Regions from separate parts of the Pan troglodytes genome. Here all the other regions are linked to region 2. A link is a contact called in public HiChIP or PLAC-seq data. All regions are on one chromosome and are shown on one strand. Each heading gives the region's core, a stretch centred on a gene start, on an enhancer-like site or on the middle of the called end of the contact. The rest is flanking DNA. Distances are from core to core; before and after follow the strand shown. Region 1 holds the start of NARS2 (asparaginyl-tRNA synthetase 2, mitochondrial). Region 2 holds the start of ALG8 (ALG8 alpha-1,3-glucosyltransferase). Region 3 holds the start of GAB2 (GRB2 associated binding protein 2).

Evidence for each region. HiChIP or PLAC-seq counts read pairs in DNA pulled down with a chosen protein or histone mark.
Region 1: a contact with region 2 is called in an H3K4me3 HiChIP or PLAC-seq map of stem cell-derived excitatory neurons, with 4 times the contacts expected there. The contact joins the promoter of NARS2 here to the promoter of ALG8 in region 2. A contact is called at or near these places in 1 of 7 Hi-C or Micro-C datasets (stem cell-derived neural progenitor cells) and 1 of 1 datasets of contacts at active chromatin or transcription factors (stem cell-derived excitatory neurons).
Region 3: an H3K4me3 HiChIP or PLAC-seq map of stem cell-derived excitatory neurons shows a contact between it and region 2, with 3 times the contacts expected there. The contact joins the promoter of GAB2 here to the promoter of ALG8 in region 2. A contact is called at or near these places in 1 of 7 Hi-C or Micro-C datasets (stem cell-derived neural progenitor cells) and 1 of 1 datasets of contacts at active chromatin or transcription factors (stem cell-derived excitatory neurons).

What each region holds. Positions count from the first base shown.
Region 1 is chr9:80,598,617-80,601,538 of NHGRI_mPanTro3-v2.0_pri, forward strand. NARS2 (asparaginyl-tRNA synthetase 2, mitochondrial) reads right to left here and starts at 1,265. Exons shown (of 14, transcript XM_522122.7): 1 at 730-1,265. The coding sequence starts at 870.
Region 2 is chr9:80,161,972-80,164,981 of NHGRI_mPanTro3-v2.0_pri, forward strand. It overlaps ALG8 (ALG8 alpha-1,3-glucosyltransferase), which reads right to left and starts at 1,334. Exons shown (of 13, transcript NM_001280231.1): 1 at 1,199-1,334. The coding sequence starts at 1,293. It overlaps LOC107967166 (a long non-coding RNA gene), which reads left to right and starts at 1,416. Exons shown (of 2, transcript XR_001707455.4): 1 at 1,416-1,777.
Region 3 is chr9:80,442,048-80,444,806 of NHGRI_mPanTro3-v2.0_pri, forward strand. GAB2 (GRB2 associated binding protein 2) reads right to left here and starts at 1,410. Exons shown (of 10, transcript XM_001164121.8): 1 at 1,202-1,410. The coding sequence starts at 1,276.

The DNA of each region.
Region 1 (2,922 bases), core at 15-2,514, 440 kb after region 2:
ATGTGGAGCTGCTGCAAATAATATAATCAGCAAGAGAAACAACAGCAGCTAACATTTGAAGACTATGAGCCACTGTTCTAAATATCTTACTTCCATTACCTCATTTAATTTTCAGGACTCAGGGACAATTATTATCTCTTTCCATAAGAGGAAAATAAGGTGTAGAACGCATAAACGCTATGCAGAGATTTAAACCTAAGCAGCTTAACTCCAGAGCTCTTTCAAACTGCTACATTCCAGTCTTTCTCCGAATTCATTAAAAATAAATTACATGCAGACCCCCACAATAGGCACTGAGGTGGCTAAAAGTTTAAAAGGCATGGTTTGAACAAGTATTTGCTGTCAGCCATGTGTGAATACAAAGGCAGGTAAGACACGGTTTCTGCTCTCAAGGAGGGAGGTCAAGACGACCACTTTATAAACCTGGATATTCATTATAAGGGATAAAGATAGAGAAAGGGGGCTTGTTCATTTACACTTTTGGTATGATTAATAAGTTTACAGGTAATACCCTGGAATCATGAAAGCAAAGTTCCAGCGCTTTACAGTCATCGGAACAGTTTTGTGAAAAGTAATGGAAAGCAGAAAAGTGCAAACCCGCGACGCCTACACTTTCCAACTTTTCCCTGCTGGTGGTTGTGTCTGACCCGACCGTAAAAGAAAAGCTAGATGTGGATGTGCCATATAAGTCCCTACAGGAAAAAACCCACTCCCTTCCCATTCACCAACCTGGATCTTAATGCGCTCCCCACTCGCGTTCTGAGCCCCGAGAGCGTCCCGCACGCTCAGTTTGGCTGAAGGTTTGTGCTTGGGGAAGGGGGCGGAGGAACAGAAGCGCACGGACCGCAGCAGGCAGCGGACCCCCAGCATCCCGCGTCCGACCAGGCCCTCCGCGGGAGCAGCCCAGACCCCACGGTTCGAAACCCGCCTGCAGCGGCCCTCCTTTCTCAGCTGCTCCCCTTCCGCGACCGCAGCTCTGCTCTAAGGCACTCCAGAGCCCCTCGGCTGCGCGCTTTCTCCTTCAGGACTCCCAGCTCTATCCCCACAGAACCTCTCCGCTTCCCACTTCCCAACGGGGCGGAATGGACAGGACACTAGGCAAACGCCAGAAAGAAACCACGTGCAGTTGGCAGCTGGGGCGCCCCACTGCCCGCGACAATTGTAAACCTACGAACAGACCCCGGGCCGCAACACGCGCAACCACTCCGTCCACACCACGCCAACGCCGCTTACGTCATCACGCTACGGGGAAGAAGGGAGAGCATGCGTACTCGTGACCCAGGCTTAGGGAGGCGTGCGGGAGGGGGGCGGGGTCAGGAGCCGAGACGGGGCGGAGCTAATGCCCTAAGGTTGTAGAGATTATTGCTGAAAGAACGTGGGAGCACATCTGAGGGTCTTCATTTCTAAACTTTCCAGGTGAGGCTGAGAAACTGAGAGGCAAGGAGTGACTGATGGAGAGGGAAACCGTCTCCATCAGTCAACAATAGGGATCCAAGTAAGAGGAGGCTCTTAGCTGTTAACAGGATTCGCTTGAAGAGATCAGTCTTTCCTTTCCTGAGTTCTCCGCAGAGAAATATCAGACATAGCCCCTCTGCGCAAGTCACAGTTGTGTGGTATCAGACAGCTAAACAGACAGTTGCATAAAAGGGTGATCAGTTTGCCTGAGATGGCTTCCTGGAGAAAGTAGTCCTCTGACAGGTAAATAAAAGGAACTGGAGGGACCTTGCATATGGCAGGCAAGACGGTGGGAAGATGTTGCAGAGACTGGAGGAAAGTCGAGTGTTTCCTGCCAGAATCCTCCAAGTCTCCCTCTTCCCTCTGCCCTCCAACACAGCTATCTGCATTTGTTTGACCTGGAAACAATGACCCTTTTATATATTAGGCTACGTTTTATTTAAAAAAAAAAATTCTGTAACTCAATGACAGTCATTAAAAGGTTTTTAATCTAATTTAAAAAGTAAAACGTTTGGCCAAGTGCGGTGGCTCACGCCTGTAATCCCAACTCTTAGGGAGGCAGAAGCAGGAGGATTGCTTCAGCCCAGGAGTTCAAGACCGGCGCTCGCCCTCGCTGTCTCTCTCCCGCTCCCTCTCACTCTCACTCTCTCTCTCTCACTTTTACCTTACTTAAAGTTGCTACTATTATTATACCCATTTTACAAATGAGAGAACTTACACACAGAAAGGCTAGATGACCTACTTAAGGATACACATTCCCTAAGTGTGAGATTTAAACCCAGAAGTGCTGGCTCTATGCACTTAAGCAGTATGCTGTATTACATAGTGTCCCAAGGTGATCCGTTCCATCAAGGAGCTCATGCTTTAGAGATGGAGACAAGCAAGAAAAGAGACTACTGAAATATCAACCAGTAAGTGCACACATAGATGTATGAGTTGTCTGCATTTGTTTGGACTGAAAAGTCACCCTTATATATTAGGCTACCTCTTAAATTTATCCAAAAAATTATTTTTGATATTTTATCCAAATATTATATTGGATAAAATATAATAAAATTATAATATATACATGTATCACAATTTTATATTTTATATAATATAAATGTGTTCCCTGGTTCTTTTAATAAATTAAAATTATAAATATAATAAAATTATAATTATAAATTATATAATTAAATTATATTGGATATATTATATATTATATATAAAATATGTTGGATAAAATATAATATAGTCTAGAGAAGGAGAAAATTAAGCTGAATTTTTGAAGTGGATCAATATTTTGCCAGGTAGGCATGTAAGAAAATTTCCTGCCAGAAGGTGAACACGGAAGGTTGCCAGGAGGGCAAATGGCCTGGAAAAATTGTAAAATCATTCTTAAGACAGGCTAGAAAATATCTCATCTGAAAATACTTGATGTTGGAGGTGGAACCTAGTGAGAAGTGTTTGGATCATGGGGGCCTCATG
Region 2 (3,010 bases), core at 84-2,583:
GAGATCGTGCCACTGTACTCCAGCCTGGGTGACAGAGTGGGACGAGACTGTCTCAAAAAAAAAATAATAACAAACAAAAAAAACAACTCTGAGGATACATTTCTAGCCTGAGGCAACTAAAGCAAGAAATAATCTTCTTATGCACAGACCTACAGTTAATCATTTTACTGAATCTACATATACATTCCACTTACATGATTACATATACGCATCAGTATGGACTTACATTCTATACATATGACTCTCCCATATTCAACAAGAGATCACCAAGAGCCTGAATCAAAGGATACCAATAAAACAAACCCTAAACTAGGAAGTGGGAGGGAAAGGAGAAAAGGGATGAGGGAGAAAAAGAAAAAAGAGGAAGGATGAAGGGAAGGCGGAAGCCAATATTAATAAATACTGAGTACCTACTGTATACACACCACCATTTCATGGTTGCTTCTTGGTTTCCACGCTTTCAGTCTTGGCCCTACATCCATTTTTTACACAGCAGTCTAACTGTGGTCTTCGAAACCCTGTGTTATCTGTCCCCTGTGCACCCCATCCTGTGCCACTCCTCTCCCTCAATATTCTGCAGCCACAAGGGGCACTTTCTGTTCCTAGAATGCTCTGACTTCTTTCCTGCCACAGGGCCTTTGAACTTACTCTTTCCTATGCCTGAACTGCTTTCCACATCACTTATTCTTTTTCATTTTTTGAATTTCAACTCAAACATCACCTTCTAAAGGAATAGCGCACAGCCACTTAGTAACCCTCTATTTCCTTTATCACAATCTGAAAAGTTCCTGTTTGTCTAGCTCCACCCACCAACTTCGAGGGCAAGGACCAGCAATGTCTTGCTCACCACCGCATCTCCCGGGAGTTAGAACGGTACCTGGCGCCTCAGGCATCTGATAATACTGGCTGAATGGCTGTTGGAGGCAGAGGTTCTTAACTGCCTATTAAGGATGAGGACCCTGAGGTTCAGAAACGTTAAAGTGATTTGTTCCAAATCAGACAGCGCCAGGTCTGAACCTAGCCAGCTGGGGCTAAGTCAAGTAACAACTGGCGAAACAGAAAGCTTAGCAAAGGCAGGATAGCGACAAACACGACCTAAAGTTTTCTCTTCATACCCAGGGATATCCACACCTTTCTGTCCCGCCCTGACCGACCGCGGGGCCTCCCCGCCCAGCCCCTGGCCGTGCGAGTCCCTTACTATGTGGGGATGAGAAGGCATTTGAGAAGAGTCACCCCGAGCGCCAAAGCCGAAAACCAATTGCCAGTACCCGTGGCAATTGTGAACGCCGCCATTGCTGCGGCACCGCACACTTCCCACCAACTTGATCCACATCCGGGATCCCGCGCATGCGGAGAAAGCCCTCTGAAGCCGTGCCCGCTAGCTGCGCGCATGCGGCGAGCAGCGCAGCCAGTCCGGGGACTGCAGTCAGCTATTTAAACCTCCCGCCCACCTTTTCTTTATACCCGCGTCTCACCCCGGGCCGGAAGGGCTCCTGCGCAGGCGTTTGTAGCCACTTTTAAGTTTTATCAGCTAGTTCATGCTTGCGTTGAAAGAGTGGTCGTTTACGCTGGGTCATCACTGTGTAGTATTGGGGATACTTAGGTGAGAAAAAAACTTAACGCTAGAGACGTTCACGCACTAGTGGAGAAGCCAGGATTGTTGCCCTAGAGTTACAGTAGATAAAAGTACCTGAGAGAACTGCGGGGGCTCCCAACCTGGACGCTTGCACCGGAGTATTAAATCCAGCTAGAGAATGGCATGTGCAAAGATACAGAGGTGAGAAACATTGTGTTTTTAGAACTCTGAGCGAGGCTCTTGGCTCAGCCCCTGCTTGAGCGGAACCCATTCTGGAAGCAGGGTAGAGGCTAGTCCTAACGCTTAGTGTACAAATAGCCTACGGTTCATGTTAAAATAATTCGGATTCTGATTCAGTAGGCCCAACAAACTCGCAGATTGCGTAATGACTGAGGCACATGCAATTTAATTAGGCTTGTCTCATTATTTTACTGTATGATCTTGGACAAACTAAACTCTAAACCTCAGTTTCTTTTTTTTTAATTTTTATTTATTTATTTATTTTTGAAAATAGGAGATAAAAATGGTTTCTGGCCGGACGCGGTGGCTCACGCCTGTAATCCCAACACTGGGAGGCCGAGGTGGGCGAATCACCTGAGTTCAGGAGTTTGAGATCAGCCTGGCCAATATGGTGAAACCCTGTCTCTACTAAAAATTAAAAAAAAATTAGCCGTGCATGGTGGCGGGCGCTTGTAATTCCACCTACTCGGGAGGCTGAAGCTAGAGAATCGCGTGAACGTGGGAGGCGGAGGTTGCAGTGAGCCGAGATCGCGCCATTGCACTTCAGCCTGGGCAAGCCTCAGGCCTGTTTATCCAAGATGCTTTTAGTCTAAAAAAAAAAAAAGTTTCAGCCTCATAAAGTGGTTGTGAGGATTAAATGAGAATGCATGTAAATTGCTTGATATGATTCCAGGACAGAATAAATGCTCAATAATGTGTCAGATCAGTTAATTATCTTGCTGAAAGATGCACAGCAAGTAGGTGACAGTGTCACCTCCCTAATATGAGTTTATGCCCTCCCACAGCTTCAGCTGCTACCCATGTGAATATGATTCACAGATTTCTAGCTTAGCACTCTTCTCTCACTTTCAGACCCTGATCTCCAGTTGGCTACCTGACCTCACGTAGATGTTTTTGTTTTGTTTTTGAGAGACAGGGTCTCATTCTGTGGCCCAGGCTGGAGGGCAATAGTGCAAACACAGCTCACTGCAGCCTCGATCTCCTGGGCTCAAGCAGTCCTCCCCACCTCAGCCTCCTGAGTAACTGGGACCACAGGGATGTGGCAACGTGTGTGTGTGTGTGTGTGTGTGTGTGTGTAGAGATGGGATCTCCCTATATTGTCCATGCTGGTTTCAAAGTCCTGGGCTCAAGTGATCTTCCTGCCTCAGCCTCCCAAAGTATTGGGATTACAGTTGTGCGCCACCATGCCCAGCT
Region 3 (2,759 bases), core at 160-2,659, 280 kb after region 2:
GGTAGGCTTCTGCCTCTCCCCCCATGGACAGCCACTGGTGCAGCTGACAGAGGGCAGGGTCTATTCCGAGCTCCCTTGATGCACTGCAGCTGGAGGCAACGGCTCCCTTCCAGGCTGTGGGAGTGATCCCGGAGTTCGGCACCACAGCCCGTTAAACAAGGGCATTTCATGGGAAACGGAGAGGGAGCAGATGAGAGACCTTGAAACCTTCCAGCAACCTTACCCCCACTTCCAAACTCCCGCGACTACCCCAAGACCATTTCGGCCAAATCTCAGTAACTGGCACCATCTTGTACTTTGACCTCACCAGGCAAGGCATCCTCTGGGGAGAGGGGTTAAAAAAAAAAAAAAAAAAAGCCAGAACTCCACGGCTCAGCGCCACGCTGTTCCACCTCCCCCAGGCTGCCAGTTCCCCACCTAGAGGGAAAAGGCTGTTCCAGCGATGTCAGTAAACACTGTCGGTTGGCAACACCTGGCCGCGGAGAGCTTCGATCTCTCCCGACCCCAGACACCCGGGAGCTGCCCGGTCCCAAACCCGGGCCAGCCACGGGGACCAAACTGCAGTGTCACACCGGGGTCGGGGGAGGCGCCTGTGAGAGACGAACGGAATAAAGGGAAAGAAGGGGGACAAACAAATGAGTCACTTAATACAAGGGCTGCACATGCCGCTGACGCTGCCGGTGATGCAGCCGCGGACGGAGGGAGGCCGGCGGCCGGGAGGGGCAGGCGGAGAAAGGGAAGGAGAGGGCGTGAGGCGCTCGCCCTTTGTGGGGCCGTCCGCGCGGCCCCACAGCCTACGCCCCCCTTTCCCGCCCTCTCCCCGACCCTGCGGGCTGAAGCTGCTCGGGGCTGCCGCGGAGCCCCAGCCCCGAGAGTCAACTCTCTCGGTCTCCAGAAGCCATCAATACAAACTTCGACACTATATTTAGTTCACGAGCAGACCGGCTTGGGAGGCGCCGCCGCCGCGCCCGCCTGGCGGGGCAGGAGCCGCAGCCTCAACCTGCCGCCCGCCCCGCCCCTCGGCGGCCCACCTGTGACAGGTGTGCAGGTGCCCCACACGCCCCCGGCCGCTCCTCGCCCCCGGCCCCCCGCGGCTCCGGGCCCGAGCTCCCCAGCCTGCCGCCCCTCCGGGAGTCCCCCGCCCCTCCGCAGGCCCCGGAGCGCCCCCCGCCCGCCCCTGGGCGGCCGCGCCCGCACTCACATAGCGCCTCAACTTCTTCTCGGGAGGCGATTTCCTCAGCCAGCCGGTGCACACCACGTCGCCGCCGCCGCTCATGCTGCCGGCCTGGAGCCCGCCGCCGGGTCGCGCGGACGAGGGCGCGGGCTCGGGCAGCTGGGGCAGCGGCCGGCGGTGCGCAGCTCGCGGGAGGCCAGGGGCGGGGCGGGCGGGGCGGGCGGCCCGGCGGGGACTAGGCGGCGCGGCGCGCGCCCGGCAGCCTCGCGCGCGCCCGCTCCCCCGCCCCGAGCGCGCGCAACCCGCACTCTCCGCCCGGCCGCCGGGGGAGCAGCTGCAGCTGGAAGGCCGGCTCGCTCGCCACGCCCGCTCCCGCCGCGCCCCCGAGGCCGCCGCGCACGCGGACGCGGGGCTAGGGACCCGCGAGGATACAGAAAGCCACCGCCGCCGGCGCGCCCCGGAGTCTCGCTTTCTCCTGAGGCCCCAAGCCGCGGGCGCGGAGGCCAGGGAGGCGACCGCGCCCCTGGCGCTGGCGGGTGTGAGGGGAAGGGACTGCGCGCCCTCGGTCGTCGATCGATTTTTCACCGAGCGTCGACGGGGAAGGGATACTAGGGCTGCTCACGTTTCCGATACATTCTGCGGGTCAGGTTCCGGCTGAAAGGAGGGACGTCTTCCCAGCAAGAAGCTCCTTAACTTTGGCGTCCCTCGGCGGGAGGAGGAGACGGACCTACTACGCGCCGGAGCCTTTGCTTTTGTAGCTTACAGGATTGTCTTCAGTATTGTTCCTATTTTATGGACAGCCTAAGGGCAAGGGCTTGTACAAAGCCGAGCCAATTTTCCAATTCAGGTGTGTGGGGGAGGAGGGGTCCCGGTCATCTGCTATTCAAAATGAGGGCATTGCCTTAATGGGATCGACCTGGGAGCCTCTCATTGCCTGGAAACCAAGTCCAGCTGACTCCCTCCTACACTGCCTCTGGGAAAACACAGTTTAGTATAGAAAATTCGCATGATTTGTAGAATGGAAGAAGCAAAACTAGTCAATGTATTTCATAATGAATTGGAAGGCAAGGTCAAGTGCAGAAGAACAAGAAATTGGGGTCCAAATTCCCCAACGTTCCCGCTCATTGACACAGGCTTTGAGACCTCTGTTTGTAAATATAATGATATCCCAGATGTACGTGGAAGCACACAACCCCAGCACTTCAGCGGGAGGGGGGAGAAAAAGAAAATCTTTTGTACGAGCTCTTTTCTCATCACAAAGTGTCTCTCTAAGCAGCATTAAAAGGCAGGTCCTCCCTAACTTCTCTGATAAGTGGATAGTAACCTGTTTATTCAATGGGGAACCGTGCTGTGTGGACAGATGAATTGGAGAAGCAGCATCTTGCACTGCCCCACACAACCTCAGACTAAAGCTGTTTTGTTCATTTCTGTCTCTGTGCAGCTGAGTTGTTTCAAGCAGTTGGACATCATTTGGTCCAACAGATCTTGATTGGGTTGGGGGAAGTTCACCCTCTTCAATTTGGAAAAGCGAATCCCCTACCACGTACTTAGCTCTTCTAGATACCCTGGGAGTTTTAGCGGTCAG